4 separate regions of the Mus musculus genome follow, and regions 1, 2 and 3 are each linked to region 4. The links are chromatin contacts, called in public ChIA-PET, HiChIP or PLAC-seq and promoter capture Hi-C maps. All regions are on one chromosome and are shown on one strand. Each heading gives the region's core, a stretch centred on a gene start, on an enhancer-like site or on the middle of the called end of the contact. The rest is flanking DNA. Distances are from core to core; before and after follow the strand shown.

Evidence for each region. Promoter capture Hi-C pulls out the DNA fragments that hold promoters and counts their contacts. ChIA-PET counts read pairs in DNA pulled down with a chosen protein or histone mark. HiChIP or PLAC-seq counts read pairs in DNA pulled down with a chosen protein or histone mark.
Region 1: a contact with region 4 is called in an RNA polymerase II ChIA-PET map of memory CD8 T cells, with 6 read pairs. The contact joins the promoter of Tmco4 here to the promoter of Ddost in region 4. A contact is called at or near these places in 2 of 39 promoter capture datasets (hippocampal neurons and liver) and 3 of 115 datasets of contacts at active chromatin or transcription factors (bone marrow-derived dendritic cells, bone marrow-derived macrophages and memory CD8 T cells).
Region 2: a contact with region 4 is called in an HNF4G HiChIP or PLAC-seq map of pancreatic cancer cells. The contact joins the promoter of Rap1gapos here to the promoter of Ddost in region 4. A contact is called at or near these places in 4 of 39 promoter capture datasets (frontonasal cranial neural crest, liver and pre-B cells), 4 of 115 datasets of contacts at active chromatin or transcription factors (embryonic stem cells, large pre-B cells, pancreatic cancer cells and 1 more) and 1 of 9 other capture datasets (embryonic stem cells).
Region 3: a promoter capture Hi-C map of embryonic stem cells shows a contact between it and region 4, with 2.8 times the contacts expected there. The contact joins the enhancer-like site here to the promoter of Ddost in region 4. A contact is called at or near these places in 1 of 39 promoter capture datasets (embryonic stem cells), 1 of 15 datasets of contacts at CTCF or cohesin (embryonic stem cells), 2 of 484 Hi-C or Micro-C datasets (cerebral cortex and cortical neurons) and 2 of 115 datasets of contacts at active chromatin or transcription factors (astrocytes and bone marrow-derived macrophages).

What each region holds. Positions count from the first base shown.
Region 1 is chr4:138,971,505-138,974,204 of GRCm38.p6, forward strand. Tmco4 (transmembrane and coiled-coil domains 4) reads left to right here and starts at 1,401. Exons shown (of 17, transcript NM_029857.3): 1 at 1,401-1,783.
Region 2 is chr4:137,705,166-137,707,865 of GRCm38.p6, forward strand. Rap1gapos (RAP1 GTPase activating protein, opposite strand) reads right to left here and starts at 1,441. Exons shown (of 2, transcript NR_138594.1): 1 at 1,357-1,441. Rap1gap (Rap1 GTPase-activating protein) reads left to right here and starts at 2,302. Exons shown (of 24, transcript NM_001379234.1): 1 at 2,302-2,495. The coding sequence starts at 2,421.
Region 3 is chr4:138,888,480-138,891,179 of GRCm38.p6, forward strand. It overlaps Otud3 (OTU domain containing 3), which reads right to left. Exons shown (of 8, transcript NM_028453.2): 8 at 2,584-2,700. Among named protein-coding and RNA genes, the nearest start is that of Pla2g2e, 12 kb to the left of the region's middle. Within about 2 kb of position 1,397, at least 13 of the 459 cell types and tissues checked have an H3K27ac peak or open chromatin away from gene starts, as enhancers often do. A contact at or near this core is called in cerebral cortex and embryonic stem cells, where this site is marked.
Region 4 is chr4:138,303,349-138,306,048 of GRCm38.p6, forward strand. Ddost (dolichyl-di-phosphooligosaccharide-protein glycotransferase) reads left to right here and starts at 1,390. Exons shown (of 11, transcript NM_007838.3): 1 at 1,390-1,690; 2 at 1,807-1,917. The coding sequence starts at 1,531.

The sequences.
Region 1 (2,700 bases), core at 151-2,650, 670 kb after region 4:
CAAGGGCTTTAGAGCGACCAGCGGACAGGAGAGTTTCAGAAATAGTGCAGAGTCCTCAGCAAAAATCCATGTGACCTTTGCCTTACTTTCCAATCTTAACACTGATACATTGGACAAGATTTTTTTAAAAAATCAATATTGATATGTGGCTATGGACTAAAAGCAGAGGAGTCACTCGCAGTGTTCTCCCTGCGTCTTTACTGTCCCCAAACCCCACCTAAGCGATCACTTTGTTTTGAGTATGTCTTCTTTTCTAAAACTATTTTCCATATTGATTTTCTTTATCCATTGTGATTCTGTTTTCCATTAGAGAATGACCGTTTTTTTTTAACTTTCAGAGTTACATTTATTTTTTTTTAATATCAAGAACTTACTAAAATCAACTTATGCTGAAATTAAAAAAAAAAAAAAAACGGCAGCTGTCTCACATCTGAAAGGCTAAGGTAGTTAGTTGCTCAGGCTGAGGCTGGCTACTTCAGCTCAGGACCGCTTCTTAATCGGTGGCCTCTGGTCACTCCAATCCTCCATTCCTCATAGACAACAATAGGATCTTTTAAAATTCCATGATATTTGCGGGGGGCGGGGGGAGCGTGCCACCTTGGTATGGTTATTTCCCCAACTTAGTGATGCCCAGAATCTCAGCTAGAATCCTTCAACCCTCCACAACTGTCCTTTTTTGACCTACAATAACCTCCTAGCTCTTCTAGGTCCTGATTGGCCGATAGAGAGATCAGGTGATGGAGGCCCTCTAGCGTTCCAGTCGGATCCTGAGTCATAAGGCTCCCTGCTGGAATGCCGCACGTCTCATCTGTCCGCTCGAGAACTTTTTCCATTTCCAACTCCAGCCTATCTTCTCCAGGGGAAAGAGCAACGACGTCAGAGGTCATGGTGACTCAGATTCCAGCCCTGACCAGGATGGCCACCTACTTCCTCACCTGTAGATTAGGTGTGATGAAATTTCACAGGTTGCCTGGGCAACCAAGAGCCGGCTCCCAAATGAGGAGAGCGGAGGATGAGGCATGGGAGACAACCCCCCCTTCCATTCTTGGGGTCTTTAAGTTCTAGTGTGGGATACCCAGATTATAAATTGGCAAACAGGAAAACAATCAACTTCAGTGTTAAATACTACGATTAAAATATGGGCCCGAAGGCCTGGTGTGCTAATCCATAACCTTGCTGGCACGTAGTAGGTGCTCAGCAAATACTTGTTCAAAGACTAGAGCTGAGTGGGTGGCTAGTCTAACAGGAATGGAACCCCAAAACGGAGGCCCGTGGGACGGAAGAGCCACGGGTGCAACGACTGGCGAGCATTAGAGAAAGTGAAAGAACGATCAGAAGGCGTGGGTGTTGCAAATTTCACCGAGCAGTGTGCACAGGAGGGGGAGGCACCTTCTGGGACAGGCTCTTTTCAAGTGTGGCGGCAAAATTTGGAAGCTTCCCCTTCAAGTGTCTGCTCGAACTCCCCTCATGCCAGCCCAGCCCCTGGTGAGCACTCTCTGCAGACCCCTCCTGTGCCCCGCGCTCTCGCTTCCTGGGGAGCGGGAGACACAGAAGTGCGGGTCCCGTCCCAAGGCCAGCACCCGGGCGATGGCTTTGGTGGCTTAGGTGGCGGTGCGCCCGGCCCAGCCCGGAAGGCCCGGGCCCTAGGGCTGCGCAGGCGGGACCGGCCCGGGCCGGTGTGGGGCGGCTGGGCCAGGGAGAGAACAGGCGGGGAGCGCCAGGGCGGGAGCTGCGGGGCTGCCAGAAGTTCTGCCGTCGTCCCATCCGTCGCTGCCGCCTCCAGGTAAGCCCGCGGGGAGCCCCGATCGTCCCCACGCCGCCTCCACTGCGCTTCCGAACCCGGAAGTGCTCTCGGGACTCCTGAGTAGCTGGAGGGGAAACTGATGCCAACGAGCATGCCAGCGGCCCCCGCCTGCCAGCACAGCCCAGGGCACCGGTCGCTGGGTTTGAAGGGAAGAAAGGACCTTGCTCAAGGTCACGCAGGGTCACTGGACGCCCCCTGCGTACTGGGAGCTCCAGGCACCCACTCCCACCCTCTGTGTCTCCAGACTCAGTTCCCCGAGGCCTGGGAAGCCCTAGAGTCCCGGAAAGGCCCGGCCCCTTCCTGCTGTGACGGGGGCGTGGCTTCTCGCCCCGCTGCGGGTTTTTACAGAGTAGGGGACATTTCACATTACAGGTTTTTACATCCGGGAAAACTGAGTCTGGGAACAATGGGATGATTTTGGCCAGGACCAGGCAGTCAGAGCAAAGAGGTTAACTAGGGTGAGCTGACTTCAGAGTTTGACCCAGTGTTAGGTTCAAAACTGGCCTCCATGATGTCCTTGTCCTTGCCAGGGGTGACCCAGAGTAGAAGCTGGGGCTGGCTAAATCTGCAGGTTTGATCCTGAGGCCACTGCTGCCTTCAAGTAGGAGGGAACACACCCCTGTAGGGCTTCCCAGGACGCCACTCACGGGGTATATTTATTGAGCACCTACTATGTGTCATCGTGTAGGCTCTGAAGACACAGTAGTGAAGACTCCTCAGGGTGAATCAGCTAGGCAGAAAGACAAGGCCACCAAAATCCCCAATTACCCAGTATGTTTGAGAAGTCAGGAAGGAACCCAGGGCCCCATCCTCCTAGTTAGAACCCTACCAAACCGCCTGAACCTCTGGGCATCACCGAAGATGCTGCTTCCAGCCTCAGTTTCCCACTCCCCTGG
Region 2 (2,700 bases), core at 191-2,690, 600 kb before region 4:
ATGTCTTCTATGCATAGGACCTCCATCTCCATGGAGAACCCAAGCAAGGATGCTATCAGTAGCACAAGGGCTCCTGAGACCTCCTGCCTTCCCTGGAGGGCAACAGCCCTGGACAAGGCTACAGTAGTCCTCAGGAAACAGCCACTTGATGGCAGCCACTTGCTTGAACAGCTGGGTTTGAGAGTGAGGCTTCCCCCTGGCCATGGGACTGTTGTTTGTCCTGCCTGGGTTTTGGCCCTTCCATCTGGAGGGAAGGCTAATGTTGCAGATCCTCGGAGCCTGAGGCTCAGAGAGCCCAAGGTGGGCCCTTCAGTTACCAAGGAAGCCGCTATCCTTCAGCCTCCTGGCCTCCACCCAGTTGGCTCCCACTTTCCAATCATGCTAACGCAGCGCAGACAGTGAGCTTCAGACCGCCACAGCCCCACAGTGCACCCCTCCTCCAGACTAGGACCCATTCTGTGAACTGAAACCAGCTCCCAGAGTGACTCATTTGGATTTCCAGCAGGCTATTGGTGAGCTGAGGGAACCTGCCTGGGATACTCTCCAGTTTTCCTCAATACCCTATTCTGTTACATATTTACAATGATACTGGAACCAGTTTGAGGGGCATGTAACCTCCCTGTACCTAAGGGCAAGTCCCACCTCTAACATAGAGTAGACAGCTGCTGCTGCTACTGTTGCTCCTCCCCTCCTCTGCCTCCTCCTCCTCCTCCTTCTCTTTCTTCTTCTTCTTTAGTTTTTCAAGACAGGGTTTCCTTGTGTAATGCTGGCTGTCCTGGAACACACTCTGTAGACCAGGCTGGCCTTGGACTCACAAAGATCTACCTGCCTCTGTCTCCTGAGTTCTGGGACTAAAGGTGTGTGTCACCATTGCATGGCTGAGAGTGTCTTCTCTATTGACCTTGCCAGCTCGTCACTGGGCAGCGCCTTTGGAAGTGCTTTGGAAATAATCAGTATTACTGTGTCCCCAGAGCTGTGCAGGGGTTGTATTTTCTTTTCTTTGGGGAGCCACATTTAAATAGACACCGAGCTACCCTCTGCAGTACTCAGGGACTGTAAAATCTGCATACATGTGCATACTTGGCCTACCTATACCTAACCTGGGAGCCAGACCACATTCAGACAGACAGACAGACACAAGTACATATATCTATAGTGTATTCAGACTTGCTCATGAACACATAAAGGAGATAGAAAGTAAATACCCCCCCAGGCGTCCCTACCCACCCCTTCCTACCCACGGGTACTTCTATGCTACAGCAATGCAGTATGTCACGTAGAGCCACGACTAGCCTTGGAGACACACATGTACACAGATAAGGACCTAGACACATACGCAGGCGGCATCCACTCTACCTGGCCTACATATCGCCGGTGATTTGAGCAGCTTTGGCCTCCCCCAGGGCCACGGTAGGAAAAGATGCTCTTCTGGCTGCATTGTGTTGGGTACCCGGAAGTGTGCAGGCCTGGAAGTGGTTGCATAAATCAATATTTGCTGTTGTTAATTATTAAAGCCAAAGCTACTCGGTGTCTGGAATGCACATCTCTGGTGTTCCCGCTGGCTCTCTAGGTCTAAACCTGACCCTGGGCCAGGTCTGGGAGGGCAGGGAAAGTGCTGCCTGCCTTCCTTTCAGGAGCTCCCTGGCCCTGGGGACAGAGGGTAGTAGACAGCACTTCTGGGAAGCTGTAGGAGATCTGCCCCCCGCCCCTAGCTGGAGGACAGTCCTGCCCCTAGAGCATCCAGACTTCTCCAGCATCTGTCTTGGGGTCTGTCCCTGCTGCAGACTGGCTGCACCAGCCTAAGACACAAGGACTTCAGGGTCAAGTTGGGGGTGGGGGGTGTCGTTTCAGAAGCCTTGTAATTTACAGATGGTAAACTGAGCCAATGGAGGTGCCAGAGACTCTGCAGCTTCAGACTCTTCCAGGGATCCCGGGGTTTTCTAGCAAAAAAAGCTATTGCACCTCTTGGAATATGATTTTCTAGTGAAGACATTTGTACCTCCTTGGTTATGGCGATCTGGTGAGACACGCAAAGGGTCCAGCAAAGAAAGTGCTTAAGCACCATCTCCAGTACTCCTGCATTCCCTGGGCACAGCTGTCCCAAGAACCTTGTCCTTGAAGCCCAGAGGCAGGGTCTCCAGTCTGGGAAGACACAGCTGCTCACAGAAGTGCCTGAGGCTTCCCGCGCGCAGGCGCAGTGTCCTGGGCCCCTTGCCCGGCCGCCCCGCGAGTGGGCGTGGTGGCCTTCCGCCCCGCCCCTCCTCCGCGCCTCCCGCACCTGGCGCCCCGCCCCCTCGGGCCCGGCAGCAGGGTGAGCCCAGAGAAGGCAGAGCGGCGGCGGGCGGGACAGGAGCGCAGAGCTCGGGCTACGGGGCCCCGGGCCGGGCCGGCTTACAGCGCCGCCGGGGCTGGGGCTCGGGATGGCGCAGCCGCGGCCCCCAGCGCCCCATGGCCGTCCGCGGAGGGGCTCGTTGCCGGCGGGGGCCGGCTGGCAGGTGAGGACCCTGGCAGGGGCGGCCTGGCCGACTGGGGACCCAGGGCCATCAGTCAGCCTTACTACCCAGAGTCTGGCAGTCTGTGCCTGAACCCCGTCACGGTGGGTGTGTATGTTTTTGGACTGACACCCGAACTACACGGAGCACCCTAGTGTTTTCCAAAGCTGCCCCTGGGTCAGACGTAGGGACACTGTGGCCATGGGCT
Region 3 (2,700 bases), core at 147-2,646, 590 kb after region 4:
CTTGTATATCTGCTTTATCTACTCTGTTCATCATGCCAGTGAGGCTACAGTATCTGTCCAGTTGATTCTGGGGGTGTGTGATATACCTGGAGTTTGGGGCAAAAGCTCTGGCTCTAGCAGCTCCACAGGCTAGGCTCGGCCACTCAGTCCAGTATCCTAATTAAAGAGACAGGAGGGCTGGAGAGATGGCTCAGGGGTTAAGAGCATTGACTGCTCTTCCAGAGGTCCTGAGTTCAATTCCCAGCAACCACATGGTGGCTCACAACCATCTGTAATGGGATCCGATGCCCCCTTCTCGTGTGTCTGAAGAGAGCAATGGTGTACTCAAATACATAAAATAAATGAATAAATCTTTAAAAAATAATTAATAAAGAGAGAGAATTCTGAAAGCAATGAAGCTCTATTGGTAGAGTGCTTGCCTAGCATACAGGAAATCCTGGGTTCAATTCCTGCATTGAATAAATTGGATATGGTACAACAGGACTGTTATTTCTGAAGCTCAGAAGATGGAGGCAGGAGGGCCAAGAGTTCAAGGTCATCCTCGGCTACACAGTGAGCTGGAAGCCAGTCTGGGTTACAAGAGAACCTGTCTTAAAAAGCAAAAAGAGGTTTGGACAGCAGGCAAGGAGGAGAAACGAAGTGGCGGTCTAATGATTCCAAGTTGGTCTGGGGGTATGGATAAGAGCTTTAGACAGTAGGAAACTGAGGGCAAGAGGCATGTGTAGGTAATCCTGGTTAATGAACTGCTCCTGCCCATCACTGCCTCGGGTCTGGCCCTGAATTGTTAGATCTGTTCATTCCAGCCCTCGCCAAGGGTCCAATCTAGTTTTTTACAGGATGATCAGCCCCAGGCTGCAGCCTCTGCAGACACAATCACCCTCCCCGCTGTGGGCTGTTCATCCTGCAGGATTTCTCTTCCTGGAGTCCAAGGTGACTGACTGACTGCAGGTTTAAGACAATGGCTTTTTGTGTTTTCCGTCTTGAAGGGCTTAGAGAGACTAATGCGCCTTAGAACCTGAGTGGCCAGGGCAGTCAGAGTCTGAGCCAGCAGAAAGGAGACGGACAACAAATGAAGGCAAGGACGCCAGCTTTTCTGCTGCCTGTGAGCTCACGTTCGGAGTCAGCGCCTCTTAGCAAAGGCAGTTTCCAAATGCCTGCTTCCGTTGGAACTATCTGTGGAAAGGGTGCCATACACAGTTGGTAAACAGTACACTGGTTCGTTCGACCAGCCCCCTTGGCTTCCCACCATGGGAGCAAGAGCTTAAGTGGACGCCCATCTGAGAGTCGCCCCATCTGAGTCATTAGCCTTAAATGCAAGCTGATGTCCCCAGAGGTAAACAAGTGAAGCTGTCAGCAGAGATGCTGCGGAAGTTCTTCTGGAGGGCTGCTAGTGCCGTGTCCTTAGAACACAAGGCAGTAGAGCCAAGTCCACACACCCAACACCCAGCCCAGCTGGACTAAGTGTGCTTTGCGTCTAGACCTCACTGGGGGAAGAACAGCATTGCTCCTCTGGGGAGCTGTGATGAAGTGTTTCCAGCCTCCCTCCCAACTTGAGTATTCTAGGCATACTCCACCCTAAAGCCAAGGCTTTTCTCTGAGGGGCTTTGCTCACACTGGTCCTTCCCTAGCTCCATGCCTACCTCCCCTCTCACGCACAGACCACTAAGCTTCGCTTGGTTTCTCTGAATTCCTGAGCCATCGGCTCCGCCTTTCTTTAGGTCTATTTGTGTTTGGGCTCCTTGGTTGTTGTTTTTGAGACAGGGTCTCACTGTAGCCCAGGCAGACCTCAAATTTGCAATATAGCCAAGAACGACCTTGAACTTCTGACTCTCCTGGGCTTGCTATGCGTGCACCTCTGTGACATTTATATGGTACTAGGGATGGAACTTAAGAGACTCGTGCGTGGGTGCAAGGCAAGTGCACAGCCCACAGTGCTGCCTCTCCACGAGTCCTCTGGGCTCATTGCTATGAGTCTGCGTTCATCCCTACACTGGACGCCTTTAGCAAACAGGGTCCCAGCTGTTTCCAGAGACCCAAAAGTCGGTAGTTAACAGATGTTTGGGTGAGTGAATAAACTGGATACAAGTAATACCCAGATCCCTCTGCCACAGAGTCTGGCCAGTTTCAAAGTGCAAAGCTAGAATCTCTGAAGCGGCTGGACCAGTTTCCATCCTCTGCAACCACAGGTCCTTGGAGCGCATCAGTGTAGTCAGAGTGCACCACTGCAGTCGAAGAGCATCCATTTTCCAAGCAGCCCAAGCAAACCTGGGTCAGAGCAGGGAAATCTATGAATTCTGCTGCTCAAGGCCAAGGGGCATTACGAGAGGAAGGCACGCTGGTGGTGTCCTGAAGAAGGTAATTCTCAAGGGTGGCAGCTGACATATACATCGTCAGACACGTAATGAGGTGCTGGGTAGGTCTTGACAACAATCTGCCCGGCCATGAGACGGCCATACTCCCCTGTATCCATCCTACCTCTGCTAGATCCAAAATGGCTGCCCAGCTGGGGGAAGGGATTTCCCAGCATGCTTTCTTAGCCCCTCTCACCCAAGCGAAGAAAACAGTCAACAAGCTGACCTGAACTTTGCTTTTAAACTAGAATTTATTGGTATACAAAATCAGTTCCAGAGATAAAGTGGCACGTCTTTGCGGCTTCTATTGCACCAAGTGTTGAGGATTAAAAACACAAAAACATTTGGT
Region 4 (2,700 bases), core at 140-2,639:
AGAGGTGTAGGTGGGTACCTTGAAAGGGTGTCCTAACAATGGCACATCCCTAAAGTCAGTGTCACTGAGTGGTGTGGTTGGGCTTCAGAGAAGTTTAGGAACGATAATTATTATATGGAGACGGTCACATCCAGCTGGCCTGGGACTTGCATGTAGCTGAGGACAACTTTGCACTAATTATCCTGATGTTTGTATCTCGAGTGCTGAGGTTACAGCTGCCAGCTGCCATGCCTAGTTTTCTATGATACTGGGCATCAAACCCAGGCCTTCCTGCAATCTAGATAATGCATGCATCTTACCCACTGAAGTACACATCCCTAGACCTCTACGTTTTATTTCTGTCCTGAATCTTGGGTTGGTGTGTGTGTGTGTGTGTCAGAAGACAACTTGCAGAAGGCCGTTCTCTCCTTCCACCGTCTGGGGCCCAGGGATTGAACTCACGACGTCAGTCTTGGTGGCAAACAAGCACCTTTATCAGCTGAACCATCTTGCTGGCACCCCATGTTGGCTTATAGACAATTCCGCTAGGCACCACGCAGCAGCTTGGGTAGCCGCCAGCCAGGTGCGAGCCAGGCGTGTAAGGACTCCTCTCGGCTAACCTGCCTCTCTCCCTATCTCCTATTCTCTCCTCTCTCCCCCCAGATGTTCTCAGCTGGCCTCTTCTCTACCATTCTCTGTTCCCCTTTTCGGTCTCTACCCCGTCCCAAGTCCCCTTCCCTTCCACCGACGATAAATCGTCTTTACACTAGGTCTGTCGCGTGGCTTGATTGTTCAGGGGATCACCTTGGCCGGCCAGCCAAGTTGCTCCCTCCCGCCGCATTATACCAGCTCTCAATATGTGACCCCAGCAGGCCTGGACTCACTATGTGGACCAGGCTGGCCTCGAAGTCACAAAGATCTGCCTCTGCCTCCCACTCGAGTGCTGAAATTAAAAGCACGAGCCACCAATCCTGGTTGTGAAGAGCCTTTTGATCACTAACCTTCTCCTTGGCCATCCACCCTGTTTCGGGCCTGGCCAGAGCCTATTTCCCCACCTCATTGCTCTCAAGAGATAAGGGCCTGCTTCCGAGCCCGTTAGACTAGCGACAGGCGAGGAATTCACCCCTATCTGGTCCTGGTAATGACAACTGCGTCCTGGGGGAAAAGGGGCGGCTGCCTAGGAAACGGAAAATCTGGAGACGCTAGAGGAGAGTTTGAGAGATGTGGCGGGAGCTAGCCTGGGCGGAGGCAAAGGGCGCCCGGCTTTGTTGATTGGCAGCAGCTACGGAGCTGTCTCTCTTGGATTGGCCCTTTTCCATGGGGGAGGCGGAGCCTCAAGTGCGTTTCGCCAATAAGGTACAGAGACTCGGCCTCCGGAGGGCCACTTCCGGTGGCGTTCCCTGCTTCTTGGTCCGTCCCCGCAGCGGCGTGGGCCGCGGGGCCACGGAGTACCCGGACCGCTTCCAAGTGGTACTCCGCCGCTGCGAGCGGCCATTGGGCGGCCGCGAGGGACGCTTCCGGTGCCCAGGTGCTGGCCTGGGCTGCTGGGAGATGAAGATGGATCCCCGCCTCGCCGTCCGCGCCTGGCCCCTCTGCGGGCTGCTGCTGGCCGTGCTCGGCTGCGTCTGCGCCAGCGGCCCCCGCACCCTCGTGCTGCTGGACAACCTGAACGTGCGGGACACGCACTCGCTGTTCTTCCGCAGCCTGAAGGGTGAGCGCCGAGCAGAGCCGAGGGAATGGCCCGGGTTGGGGCGGAGACGGCAGCCCCCTCCGAGGGCTGCAGCAGGGATTCCTCTCCTGACCGGGTTCCGGGTTTCTTTCCTCCAGACCGGGGCTTTGAGCTCACCTTCAAGACCGCAGATGACCCCAGCTTGTCCCTCATTAAGTACGGGGAGTTCCTCTATGACAACCTTATCATCTTTTCCCCGTCGGTGGAAGGTAAGGGCGCGCGTCGCCCCTCGAAATGGGATTGGGGGGGCTCAGGAGACGGCTGTCTTCTTGTTCCTGGGCATGTTCTGGGTCTTGGGGTGAGTTTCGAAGTATAGTAGAGGAAAATGTTAATTGCAGCTTGGGCCTCGGAGATTTCATCCGTCAAAAAGATACAGCTAAGGATAGAGTGCCAAATGTCACCCGTAGACATTTCGCTTCTGGAGAAGGGGGTTTTCTCTAACAAGGGTCCTGATAAAGAAACTCTTGATTTGACTTGCTTGTGTACAAAGATTTGTCACATTATTAACATGGATTGCTGTAAAAAGTCATTCTGCAGGTCATAAGAATACAAATAGATACATACCCATCAACCCTTAAGGCCTGATGGATGTGTTTTGGCTGACCAACACAAGGCTAGTTGGTATTGGGGGTGGTGGGAAATATGCATGTATGTGAGGTTGTGCACACTTCTGTGGACGTGTAGAATCGGGTCACCTACTCTGTCACACTCCTCACTCCCTTAAGCCAGGGTCTCTCACTGAACCTGAAGCTTGCCATTTTGACTAAGCAGGCTGGACAGTGAGCTCTCAGATCAGTCTCTGCCTCCTGATGCTTGGGTAATAGGCACCGCTTGTCATTCCCAGCCCTTACTGGAGACTTGAACCCAGTGACCGACCTGTGGCTGCCTGCTAAGCCATCTCACCAGCCCTCAGAGACTACTGAATGGAGTGAAGATCTGTAACTTACACTTAACTATTTCTGTCTTACAAGGCAGTTGAGTCCACCACTAGA